2 separate regions of the Bombyx mori genome follow, and region 2 is linked to region 1. The links are chromatin contacts, called in public Hi-C maps. All regions are on one chromosome and are shown on one strand. The core of a region is the stretch at or near the end of the contact, and the rest is flanking DNA. Distances in the headings are between cores, read along the strand shown.

The links. Hi-C and Micro-C count contacts between places; a contact is called where the count stands out from the background.
Region 2: a contact with region 1 is called in a Hi-C map of middle silk gland, with 8 times the contacts expected there. The contact joins two enhancer-like sites. A contact is called at or near these places in 4 of 7 Hi-C or Micro-C datasets (middle silk gland, midgut, posterior silk gland and 1 more).

Annotation. Positions count from the first base shown.
Region 1 is chr9:10,827,143-10,833,576 of ASM3026992v2, forward strand. No RefSeq gene overlaps it. Among protein-coding and RNA genes, the nearest start is that of LOC101744381, 6.7 kb to the right of the region's middle. Within about 2 kb of position 3,874, at least 6 of the 8 cell types and tissues checked have open chromatin away from gene starts, as enhancers often do.
Region 2 is chr9:11,142,578-11,149,011 of ASM3026992v2, forward strand. It overlaps LOC101744670 (exosome complex exonuclease RRP44), which reads left to right. Exons shown (of 15, transcript XM_038013090.2): 14 at 2,056-2,196; 15 at 2,474-2,807. The coding sequence ends at 2,755. It overlaps LOC101744812, which reads right to left. Exons shown (of 9, transcript XM_038013092.2): 5 at 6,155-6,434; 6 at 5,732-6,073; 7 at 5,092-5,332; 8 at 4,381-4,680; 9 at 2,779-3,575. The coding sequence ends at 3,253. Among protein-coding and RNA genes, the nearest start is that of LOC101744812, 15 kb to the right of the region's middle. Within about 2 kb of position 3,289, at least 8 of the 8 cell types and tissues checked have open chromatin away from gene starts, as enhancers often do.

The sequences.
Region 1 (6,434 bases), core at 2,624-5,123:
TCCTTCTAAGAAATCAGACCATCTGGCATCTCGGACTTCGGCGATGCGAGACTTTACGTCGCGTTGTAGGGCACGCATTCGAATACGATTTTCCGCGGTAGGATACCTGTCGTAGGCGCGTATCGAGGCGTTCTTAGCTCTAAGGAGTTCCCTAATATCGTCGGACAATTTGAAGCGGTGAAGGAAGTCCTCCGCTACAACTTGTTTCGATGACCTATCTAATGTCGAGGTGATGTGTGACGTTAAGATGTCTATGGCTTCAGCGGTATCCTGAGGAGACGGGATTGAGTCCGGGTTGAACGGGAGCGATGGTGGATCAGATTCAGCCAGGCTGATGCCCAGCGTGTGCCAATCCACCACAGTCCTCGTGACGGGAACGGAATCGGGAGCGCGACCGAGCTTCATAACGACGGGACGGTGGTCTGAATCTAACTCTGAAACTACTTCGATCGAGTGTAAGCGCAGAGTTACGTTTTTTAATAACGCTATGTCGAGTATATCCGGGCGATGCGCGATATTTAGCGGGTAGTGAGTCGGGGTTAGCGGAGCGACGATATCGAAGGCGAGATCATCGACTAACGCGTCAAGCCGCCTGCCATTCGGGGTTGTGGTGTGTGAGTTCCACCTGATGTGTTTACAATTTAGGTCGCCCGCCAGAATGACAGAGCTCCCCATACCGAGCAGCGCCTCGATATCACTGCTTAGAACGATCTTATCCGGTGGAAGATAAACGGACGCGATAACGATCGGCGCGTGTCCCGTCAGTGAGATTCGGCACACTGATGCTTCGATATTAGCGAGCGCGGGAGCATCGAGCGGGACGCAATGCAGGGCTCTTCTATAGTAAATGACGGTACCACCACCACGGGCAGAGAGCCTGTCGTTCCTGACCATGTTATAGTTCGCGATTTTAGGGTCACGGCGCGCGGGCTTAAGTAGGGTCTCCTGCACTAAAAAGATATCAATTTGATGGTCACGCAAAAAGTCAGAAACCTGATCACGTTGATTTGCGAGACCGTAAGCGTTAAAAAATCCTATCGTTACGGATAGGGGCTTTATTCTACTTATATACGCCATTGATTACCGGCGGAGTGAGGGGAGGACGTACGTATTTAATGACGCGTATACGTCGGCGTATTCCTGCACAACGGCGATAAAGTGTTGTGCAGTGGAGGCAGCGCGAATGGCGTCGCCCAAAGCGTTAACGCGCTCAAAGTTGATCGACTGAAAGAAGTCGATCGCTAAAGCGAGATTTTCGGACGCGGTCGGAGGGCAAGTCGCGGGAGAGGGACGAGTCGCGGGGGCGGGACGAATCGCGGAGGAGGGAGTTGTAGCCGTGTTCGTGTACGGCAGCGGTTTTGCCCAGGCCGAGACACTGGGCACCGCCGCCGGAACGAACGCTGGCTTAGCCTGCGACGCAGAGGGTGCCGAGGCTTTGATGTCTGGGCCGGAAGCTCGGAGGCGGTTTTGGCGGGCGACGCGGCGATTTATTTTAGGGGCTCGGGGGCAACCACGGTAATTCGCGGGGTGACCCTGTGTTCGACACAGGACGCAGCTAGGCGGTTCCGTCGCGGTTTTTTGGTCGCGAGCGCAGAGGGCCGTGGCGTGATCGCCCAAACACTTAACACATCGGGGGCGCGCGTGACAGTTACGGGAAGAGTGCCCGTACAATTGACAGTTATGGCACTGGCTAGGAGTGCCTTTTTTATGGGGGGCTTCGACAGCGATACCAGAGAGCCTACAGACGGTCTGTGTGTTAAAGATTTTCTTACCCTCGGGGGTAGGCTGGAGAGCGACTAGAACCATATTATATGGCTCCCTACCGCGACCGGTGTGCATACGGTGCACAGAATTCACTGGTAGGCCTTGTTCTAACAGGTCGGCTTTTACGAGCTCTACATCTAACTCTTTAGGGATTCCGCGTATTACAACGCGGAGTTCGCGCTCCTCCTGGAGCGTATACGTATGGAAACTTATACGCTCCTTACGGAGGTAAGAAGAGAGGGCCCTATGGTCGTCGGGTGTTTGAACCTTAATTTGAATGCCGTTCGCGAGGTTACGGGCATTCGTGAAATTGATATTTTTGGCCTTAAGGGCTAGGCAAACTCGATCCCAAGCTGCCTTCTCCTGAAGGATAACCGGGGGAGGGGTCTGGGTTTTATTTTGTGCCACCGGACGCGGCGACGGAGTGGCACGGGCTGGGGGCGCAACGGGAGTCTGAGGGCGTGGGCGCGACGCGTTCACGGCTTTGCTAATTTTAGCGGCCGCGGGAGCTCGAGACTCCGCGGCACGCTTCTTACCCTTCTGTACCAGGGTGAATCCATCCGTCGATGAGGCGGGGGCGAGGTCGACCTCCATGTCCGAGTCAGAGTCGGAGCACGAGGAGGCGGGTGCAGGCGACCTACGAGCAAGTGTAGGTGTTTTAGAGGGCGCGACGGAGGCCGCGGATGATCGCTCAGCTGAAACGATGGTCACGGCGGACGACGCAGCAGCTTTTCTCGCCAGTATAGGCGACACGGGAGCGGCAGGCACGACAGAGGCTGCGGTGCTCAATGCAGAAGCTCTGCACGCAGGTACAGGCGACGCAGGAGCAGCGAGCGCGGCGGAGTCCTCGAGAGGGCTCGCAGTGTGATTGGCCTTGAAGGCCAGAAACTCTGAGGCGAGCTGTGGGTGGCGAAGTCGGAGGAATTCCGCGAATACAGCGTCCATGATCGCTGAGTACCCAGGTGGGGCGGCCCCGGGTCTTGAAGACACTCGCCTTGCGGCGAGGCCCCAACTTCTCGGACCTGAGCGGTTCTATTGAACACAGGTGGCAATGCGGCGCGATTACTACAGGACAAAGAAAAAGCACAACAAAACAGAAATTACGAAAAGAAACAAAACAAATAAATACTTGCAGGAAACCACTTTGTCGGCAAATGTTCCACGAACACAAAAATAACTAAAACAAAACAAATAAAAGCTTCCAGGAAACACACTTGGTCGGCAGATGTATCACGAACACAGGCCGCGCGAACAATGGCCGGGCTAACAAAAGCCGGGCGAACAAAGACCGGGCGATCGAGTGGACGATGAGCACGTCCGCACGTGACGGGTGCCTCTATCGGAATGCAATGTGCATCGATAACGCAATGATAAGTATTCAGAAATAATTATTTTAAAGTAATTCAAACATAATTCAAAGAATTCAAACAATATCCATTCCGAGTTTCGTCAAAATCGATTCAGTGATTTAAACGAGAAAGAGACAGAAAAGAAAGACAGAGAGAGAAAGACAGTTGCTTTCGTATTTAAAATATGTACTATTATTGTGGATTGCCGGCCGCACGTAGTTTGAATAGCTCTGTATGCTACCAACTACATATTAATAAGGAGAAAAAAAATGTATTGAATTAAAAATATGAGGCTTCTTAGGATTTATTGCTCTCGAAGTAGACGACGAGCCCACAGAACACATGTAAGCGCTTATATAAGCCTGATTTCTTTTTAAATGGCGTTAAAAAGTACATGACCTACGAAAGGTCATCCAGAAATTGAAGAACTCAACAAAAATGTTGTCTAGACTACAGTTGTAACTATACTGTGACCTTAGAACTCATATCTCCAGGTGGGTGGCGGCATTAACATTGTGGATGTCTATGGACTCCGGTAACCATTTAACATCAGGTAGGCTGTGAGCTCGTCTACCCATCTATGCAATAAAAAAATAAAAAAAAGTATCGAGCAATGCGTCTACAGCGTGTTGATAGCTACGAAATTATAACGAACAAAATGGTCCATATTTGTCAAACTGAACAACTTTATCTACTGATCGTAGCGCGTAAGCTAAGCCTATACCGCTATCTCTCATCCTCCCGGGCTCAGTCAATAGTTATACAATACACTTGAGATTTTGACTTGATTCCTCGGTGTTACCTGAGCGCCATGACGTCGTATCCTTCTACAAGCGAGGCTTGCGGGAGGGTAGGTACCTAGTTTTTTAGTACTGATTTCTAAGAGCAAGGATAACCGCTCATCAACGGTCGAAAGCTCGTAAGCATAACAAAGGCAATACAAAAAGAATGAGCTTTTATGTTATTGTGATTTGGTAATTCTCGTTGTGATACGTACGTGATAGATGTTCCAGTAAACCATTTAACATCGGGTGGATCGTGAATTTATTGATATCATATCAATTATGAGAATTGACACCTGACGTTGAGACTTGACTTCCGTTATAAAAGCTCATTAAGTTACTAAAGGTACCCTTACATATTTTAAGGCAGCCCTCAACGAAAGTTCCTCTCAAAGGTCAGGAGTTCTTGAAGCATAAAATAAGCAAATAAATTATTTACAAGAAGGTATCCGACACGAACTTGAGGGTTGACTTGCTCATGATTTTCACCATAAATATTCACAAAAACCTGCTTCGAAAATAAACCGAACGATAAACCACTAAAATTTTCGCTTTTGATTCTAATTCTTTTATTGTTTTTGCACTAAACAATTACACTTTAACGGTACTACAGAAAATATACCTAATGTAGTAATAGAAAAGACCATATGACAATTTCCGTTTTGCGATTGCCGACATATACCTTGCAAGCCCAAAGGGAAGGAGAAGAAGAAAAATAAAACAAAAAAAAAAATCGATTTTATAAAATTCATACTTTGACCATGACCAAAGTCTGCGTCTGAAATTATAAATCGATATCCTAAAACTAGGGTTTTAAAAAGTAAATCCTCACAAGGAACTTTTAAAATCAGAAGGTTTGGGTTTGTACTATTTCGCAGATTGTAGCTTTGTAAGAAGAGTTAACATTCGAAGCCTATAATCCGGTTACATTGTCCTCCCAAAGTAACGGCTACTTTGATGTTGTTTATTTTATTTAACGCGTCTGGTATCCCTTTTGTAAAACCCCCAAACAAGGTAAAACCGATTGACTCAGCAAAAAGGAATATTTTAAAACTCAGCTAAGCTTATATTTGGACGTAGTAGTACTATATTGTACTGCTATATTGCTACGTAGTATTATAAGCTTATTGTGAAGATACTTAATAATGGTAACTTCAAATATTTAAGCTTATTTCAACAATACTGGACGGAGCCGGAGTAATCAAGAGTAAATTTCGATTAAAGTCTACGAAAACTCCGTGTAAGACCTTCCCGCTCGCTATAGCTTATAAGCTAATTTCATATTGCAAATGAAATATGCTAAAAATAAATATAAGTTGCGCGTTCAATATTGGATATTTTTCATATTACTCGTACACTCATGTTTCAGCTATCTACGACATGGCATGCCTTAAGTGGAACCAATATAATTTTCTTGAAATCACTCTCTTTTTTGCTGTGTCATAAAATCTATATACATTCAAATCTCTGGTACACAGTTTCGAACATGTGGTCCATTAACTTTATATCGAAACAGAGTAGAACCTGCATTCGAGAAATCATTATCTGACGCTGCTGCGTACATTATATTGTGATTAACCTTTGCATTAGACGCCTTCAGCTCTAACACTAGGAGCAGGCTTAAGGACTCCGGTAACCGTACTCGTCGAACTCGACAAAGAGTTCGCCGTGCAACCTAACCCATGAATCGGTATTCGGTATAGGAACAGGTTCAATAACACTTTTTGAGACAGTGGGAAATGTGCTGGCAAGCAGTACAAACAGCAAGACAACATTAGAGTTAAGAATCACGGACGCTGACTATTTGGTCTGTTTAATTTACAAATCATCTAAGTTGACACTCTGAATTAAAATCCCGCTAGGTTAGAACTAGTCGAATTAAAAGCCTAGCTCGCCTTAATTTTTGACTTTTGTATTCACTTTTGTTTTATTACCACTGTAGGTATTAGAGCATACAGCCTACCTGGTAGGAATTAGTCCAGCTGTTACAGAAGACAGGATGTTAGCAAGGTCTCAATAGTAATATCAAAAACATCTTTTTAAATAACTGATAATCTGGAAATTGTCTGGTCTCATAGTCATCAAGTAGAGGGTGTAAATGATGAGCGATTTTAGTGAATAGATCTATTAAAAAACTTATTCGATACCGGTTATAAAATGGAAAGGATGTAATAAAAGCACACTTTGTTATTGAAATGAGAAGGATGCCTACTTTATGAAAGGGCTCGAGAAGTCGTAAACACATTAGTACCTCATTGAAAAGGGTTTGTTGCAATTCATTCTTGACAACACAATTTTTTTGCATTCTTTCCGTTCTAAGCTTTGGTAAAGGAATGACAGCCATAGTATCGCAATAATCTATAGCACTGTACTAATAACACCATATTATCAGTAACTAGTGGTCCCGCAGCAGTCGAAATTCGACTATAATTAATTGAAATTATAAGCTTGAACATTATTACGGTTCTATTGTCAAAGTAACAAAGACTAATAGATTTCTATAATCACAGATTTCCCCAAGACTACACTATACAAATAA
Region 2 (6,434 bases), core at 2,039-4,538, 310 kb after region 1:
TAACTTATTGGAAGTGTATAAGGATGTGCAATATGAGTGAAAAAGGCCTGGAGCGCTGTGAACGATGAGGGAATGTTGTTTAAAAATAACAAAACACCGAACATTAATTGTTTTAATTTATTAAAAGTAATAATTATATATATATATAATTAATTTATTACATAATATTAATCTCTTAATACTGCAGCGTGAACAATATTTTTTGTTAGCCCGTCTTTAGCTAATACAAACAAACTTGATGATTTACCCACTCGAGAGCATACAACGTATAATTGTCCGTGTGAAAAACATGGTGTGCTCAAATCTAAGCCACAAACAGACATTGTTTGGCCTTGGGATTTATTAATAGTCATTGCAAATGGCAATCTAATCGGAAATTGAATACGCTTAAATTGAATTGACACATCTGTGGGTATAATAGGTATTCGTGCTATCAATATATTTTCACCTCGAAACTTGCCATTTAAAATGGTGCCTTCGATAACTTTTTTCATTAATTTTTAATGACTAATCGCGTACCGTTGCATAGCCGTGGCGGGTTCAAATTACGAAGCAAAATAATTGGAGATCCAACCTTCAATTGTAAATTATGTGGTGGCATGCCTGGCAAATCCAGTGAGTTCAAAAACTCTGTTGGAAAATTTACAGCTTCAGTGTCATCGCAAACTGTATCAATAGATTTATATGATACCAAGTCCCCTGGCAATAACTGTTGTATCTTCAGATTTAAAATGTCAACATCCACATCTTTTGCAGCTAACATTGCTCTTTCTGCAAACCACTCGAGATTTATGTAATTCGTGTGTACATCGGGAAATATTTGTTCAATGAGAGCATTTTGCGAATCAATGATAGTGCAGAAATCATTCGCTAATTTTATGTATCCAGTTTCAGCTATAGTGACTTTTCCATCGCCGATATCTAAGAGTTGTTTTGAAAATTTTTCAGCGGATGGATCTTGAAGCATTTGAACGCGCATATTTACTTTCAGCTGTACTATTTCAACATTACGCCACAATGTAGATGATTTTAAGCAGGCGTTGATTTCATCATTCACCTGAAAGGACTAACAGAGTGCCACCAAATAGTTTGTCGTTGTTTTTAATATCTTTCAATGTCCTGTTCAAGGCCTCAAGCGAATGTTTGTGTGCCATGGTACATTCATATTTTCCACTCTAAATACCGCCATGTCACTGCCTTTGTGGACATACTTGCAAATGTATTTGATGCTCTTCACAAAACTGCAGAACTCAACATTAGTATGAACATTGTATGTTTTGCTCAGCAGGGGCGAATATGGCACGACCCAACGATTGTCAATATCAATGTCTGTGTTGCTGATGTTTTTAATAAATGATTGTCCGCATAATCTGTATTCCTTCGACGATATATTGGATATCCGTCGACATTTGTGATATTATCGTTAGTGAAATCTTTAGGGATTTTTTTTGTAGATTTTCCATCTGACATGCAAGGCGATGAACTAAAAACGTTTAACTACTACGCTTGAAGCATAAACACTAATAATAGCCGAAAACTGTAGAGGTAACATCCCTACTCCGTGCTGTTTACAGGGTGAGAAGTGACACCTGTAGACATCTGGCGGGGATAACTAATTAAATGACGATTGATCAGTTTTCGACCGGAGAGGAAAAATTATTAAATTACTAAAATGGCTATTAAAAAATAAGGGTTAATCGTAGAAGGGTGAAAATTGAGGATTGTATGTATTTTTGTATGTTGTATCATAAAAAAATTGTAATTAAAATTTTTGTCTAAAAATTAAAAAAAAAAATTTAGGGTTGGACTACCCCTAACATTTAGGGAGATGAAAAATAGATGTTGGCCGATTCTCATAGATACCGGATAAGCACAAAAAATTTCATCAAAATCGGTCAAGCCGTTTCGGAGGAGTATGGCAACGAAAACTGTGACACGAGAATTTTATATATTAGATGTTTGTTTGTCTTAAGAAGAAAGCATGACACAAATCAAAGAAGAAATAAATATTTTTTTTAAATGAAATATATGAATTATTTTGTTAATATCTTTCAGATTTTATTCAAGAACAGAGTAGAAATAGAGTCTGCAGTTGTACTGGCTGTGAAGCGGAACGCCCTGCAAGTATTGATACCTAAATATGGACTGGAAGGACCTCTGTATTTACCATCTGAAAAATTCACGTATAATGAAGAGGTGCGTAGAAAAGAAACTGAGCTGTTATTGTCATTGTCAATGATGTGAGATCTGGTGAAATGTATTTTATGTTACATGTATATAGATCTATAAATGAGCCGTCCGCCCATAAGTGGTTACGGGAAATCACCTTTTTTTAACAGTACATTTTTCTCACACAAGTTCACACTAGTGGCGCCATGTCGTTTGTCAAAATATTGTATTCAGAAATAATAATAAAAAATACTCTAGTACGACACCGGAATCAACACTAACATTCGCATTCGCATTTTCGCAGGAACACGTTCAGAAATGCGGGGACGTCGTGCTGAAAACGTTCGACGAGCTAACGGTCCGTCTCAGCTTGGACAGCTCGAATCTTCAGCACAGGAAGCTCGTGTTCGAGCTGGTCGAGCCGCACGTGCCCGGCTTCAGCTACGTGCCGGACGCGGGGAACATGGAAGTCGACGACGTCGCAGACACCGCAGCGCCAAGCTCGGAAAAGACTCACAAGAAGAGAGAGATCCCAGCCGCCGCTGCCCCGAAACCCAGTAAAAAGAGGAAATCCAGAAGGAAATGAGGTGTGAAATAAAATACAAAATGTAATAAAATATGGTATTTTATATTGTGAATCCTGTGCATTTTGTATTATTGAAATTTATTTTTTAACCGACTTCAAAAAAAGTTGGTTCACAATTTTCCACTGTATTTTTTACGTTAACGTAGTACTTTTTTTAGGTGAACCTATTAGCATGATTCAGCTCTATGAGTTATCCTTAATAATGCATATTTTAATTGATTTCTTTATTTGTTAAAAAGAAAATATCATCAGTCTTCTGTTTTGTCAAAATTATGTATCGTTCAATACATTATTGATTTTAATATTGCTCGTATACAGTATTTAGAATTTGAAAATATTTGAATCTCATTTCTCTTAAGATCATAGTCATATTCGTTCAGTCCCACATTACATTACATTACATTAAAAAGTTGCCTCACTCTTTCCCTCGCAACTTAAAACTTGCTTCGGTCGACTAGTGTATATTGCACTGCATCGTCGCAATTGTTACGAATTCGTCAGTGGTGCGTCATTCTGCGTCGCAATGGCGGCGGACTGACAGCTGTCAAAACCGGCGGCCTCAGTCCGCTCGAGCTGGTGACGTCACGCGACGTTTCTGCCTCGTAAGTGTCGTCAGCTTCTCGAGTTTCGACCGCAGTAGGGATGTCGGGCTGTAGTGTTGTGGCTATGCGAGATATTTCCGTATCGACTTTATTGATTAGTTGCTCGACTGCGACGGGCCATCGCGTGGTGGGGGCGGAATGTGACGGAGACAGCCTCGCGTCCGCCATCACGGCCAGCCTCACCGTCTCCCCGTATTGTATCACTGTTAGTGACATACCTGCAACAAAGGAACTATTTTGATCAGTCGATCCGGAGGTTTTATTTTTATTTTTTATTGGTTAGGTAGGTGGATGAGCTCACAGCCCACCTGGTATTAAGTTCTAAGGTCTCAGGTATAGTTAACACTATTATAACACTATTATACCTATTACTATAGCAAAAGAGTTCGCTTTCTTGTTTAAAGGGTAATTTTGCTTTAGCAAAACGGAATTAATCAAATCATATCCTTTTTCTGAAAAAATACATATATGAATAATAAATAATAAAGAAAACTAAATAGATCAAGAATAGTTGGGTAGCTGTTACCCGGCAGTAGCAATATCCAAATTTACGATAACTAAAATAAAAAAAGAAATTGATGTAATAAGTTTTTTTGTTTTGTTTTGCGTTTTAAGTCTTGCATGTATATACCATTATAGGCAGACACAAGCCTTTCTCGACTTTCTAAGCTGATTTCCTTCCTATCGAACGCTCTAACGGATTGAGTAGATCCCATGAGAAACCAATGGGTTTCGTCTGTGGGTTAAAAGAGCTTATAAGGCTTCGATAGCTCACTAAAATATAATAATATTAACAATATATAATAAATATAAATCATTAAAAAAAAATTACATATTACGGTATAAAAAAAAGTTTTCGAATGATTGACAACCTTAGATGAAGTTTTAACTCATATCGGTTATACCTTTGTTAAGAGCTTTATTATGAATAAGACCGTTAATATTTATAACATCACTCACAACCTAGAAAATTGATTTAGGTGTTTATCATTACGTCGTCGAAGCTTAAGTTCTAGAACTTACTGATATTGGCCTGAGGCGGGCGCCAATAGATAACGTGATCGACAGTCTGACCCCACAGTGTGGCCCGTTGTTTGGCATTGAGAGGTGCGTTGATTTCCGCATAAGACACTGCGTATCTTCTTGACAGTATATTCAATGCTAATCGTGCGAGAGGAGAAGGAACAGCTCTAGTTAATGCACCGCATCGAGCCTGGGCCGCCCAGGCCCCGGCCAATGCCTGCTGTCTATTGCACGCTTGTTCCACTACGGCGGCGATACGACGTGGACTCGCGCCTATAGGCAGGGTCAGACAGACCATACCTGGAAAATCATCGAAATGTACACTATAAATTTATCACCAGAGCAGCGACAATCTATATATATGTATATAAAAATGAATTGTTGTTCGTTAATCTCGCTAAAACTCGAGAACCGCTGGACCGATTTGGCTAATTTTGGTCTTGAATTATTTGTGGAAATCCAGAGAAATCCAGGTTTAAAAGGTAGATAAATATGAAAATGCTCGGAATTAAATAAAAATAACAATTTTGTTTTTCCTTTGATGTGTCCCCCGTCGGACGGATTTCTTTTGTTTGTTTTCAGTTAATTTTATACAAAAGTTTAGGTCTTTTATTTATCGATTGAGGCACTACGAAGTCTGCCGCATCAGCTAGTCGTACAATAAAACAGATTTACTTTTTAGGCTATTGATTCCCGTAAAGTTTCACTCACCACCAGTTTGTGATTTTTTATACATCTTCCCCTGGCCCTCCGCGAAAGTGAATAGGAAATCTTCTGAAGCGGCCCTAGCTGTTGTGAGTACTATGTCAGGCGGGTCCCCGTGTGCTTGTTCAAAGAATGCTCGTAAGGCATCCGTTGCGGCGAACAAAACGACGTCTGTCGATGATACGCCCAACGCCCGAGCCACGCGTTCGATTGCGGTTCGGGATACGGGACGAGACCATGATATAACCTGAAAAATCTCATAATTAACTGGGAATACTTTTGGGTTATTGTCAATAGCCAATATGGAACCGAAAACGGATGTTTTTCGGTCGATAGCTTGGAGACTTGAGTACATTGAAATAAACCTCTTCGCCCGAACGAAAGAGTGGCCTGGGTCTGGGAGAGGTAGGACATTAGAATTATCCTTTTTCCTAATTAAAGCTCACATACCTTTATGTTAACACTTGACAGAATTACGACGAATACAGAATTAAGACAATGCTTGGGAAACAATTTAATCGCATCTCCTAATAATAAAGAAGAGTTTCCTCCTAATTCTTTAGTTTCGTGATCAAGGACATCGGATGGTCCGACTTATACTTAGTAATTTACGATGAAGTTTCCGCAAAACTAAATTATAAATTACCTTCCGTCCGCACAGAGAAACGGCTTGTAACAAGTGTCGCTTCCCATCGTCCGTTCTAATGGTGTCCGTCCACAATTTTGCTGGAGCCCTATAAATTTCTAGTAAGCCATTCCACGCTTCATTAGTAGCTCTCACGCAAAGCTGCGCTAATTCCCCGTACCTCCACGTTAAAGTGTTAGGCTGTTTTACGTGACCAGTATTCTTTAGTTCGTTTAAAGCTAAAATTTCATCGCGAACGCGAAACGGTAATTTCAACATTAAAACAGTCGATGTCGTGATAGTCTTAAATGTTCTTTTAGGCCATTTTCTCGGGTCTGCTGTTACTAGCGGTGACAAGAAAACCTGTAATTTTATTATAATCATGAATGTAATATAGTATTGTGGTGCTGAATTCGGTTACGTCAAGTTTTTTAAAACACATACTTTAATTATAGTTAAGCTTCTCCTTTTACATTCTCTTCTCACTGCTGCAAGTAGAGTAGTTGCTGTGAGCGGACCATCAGTGGCTCTGTTTCTGCCATTCGATTTCTTGTTGAGTTCTCTCAAAGCGCTCACGCTGGATATCAATAACAGACCGGCGACGTGGAACGCACCCGGCATGCTTTTCAAAGCACGAGGGCTTTCGACGGGGTCGTATTCAGAAACGAATTCGTTCCATGTATTCGACATATTTTCATGAAGCTTTTCCCACAATTGAGGTATG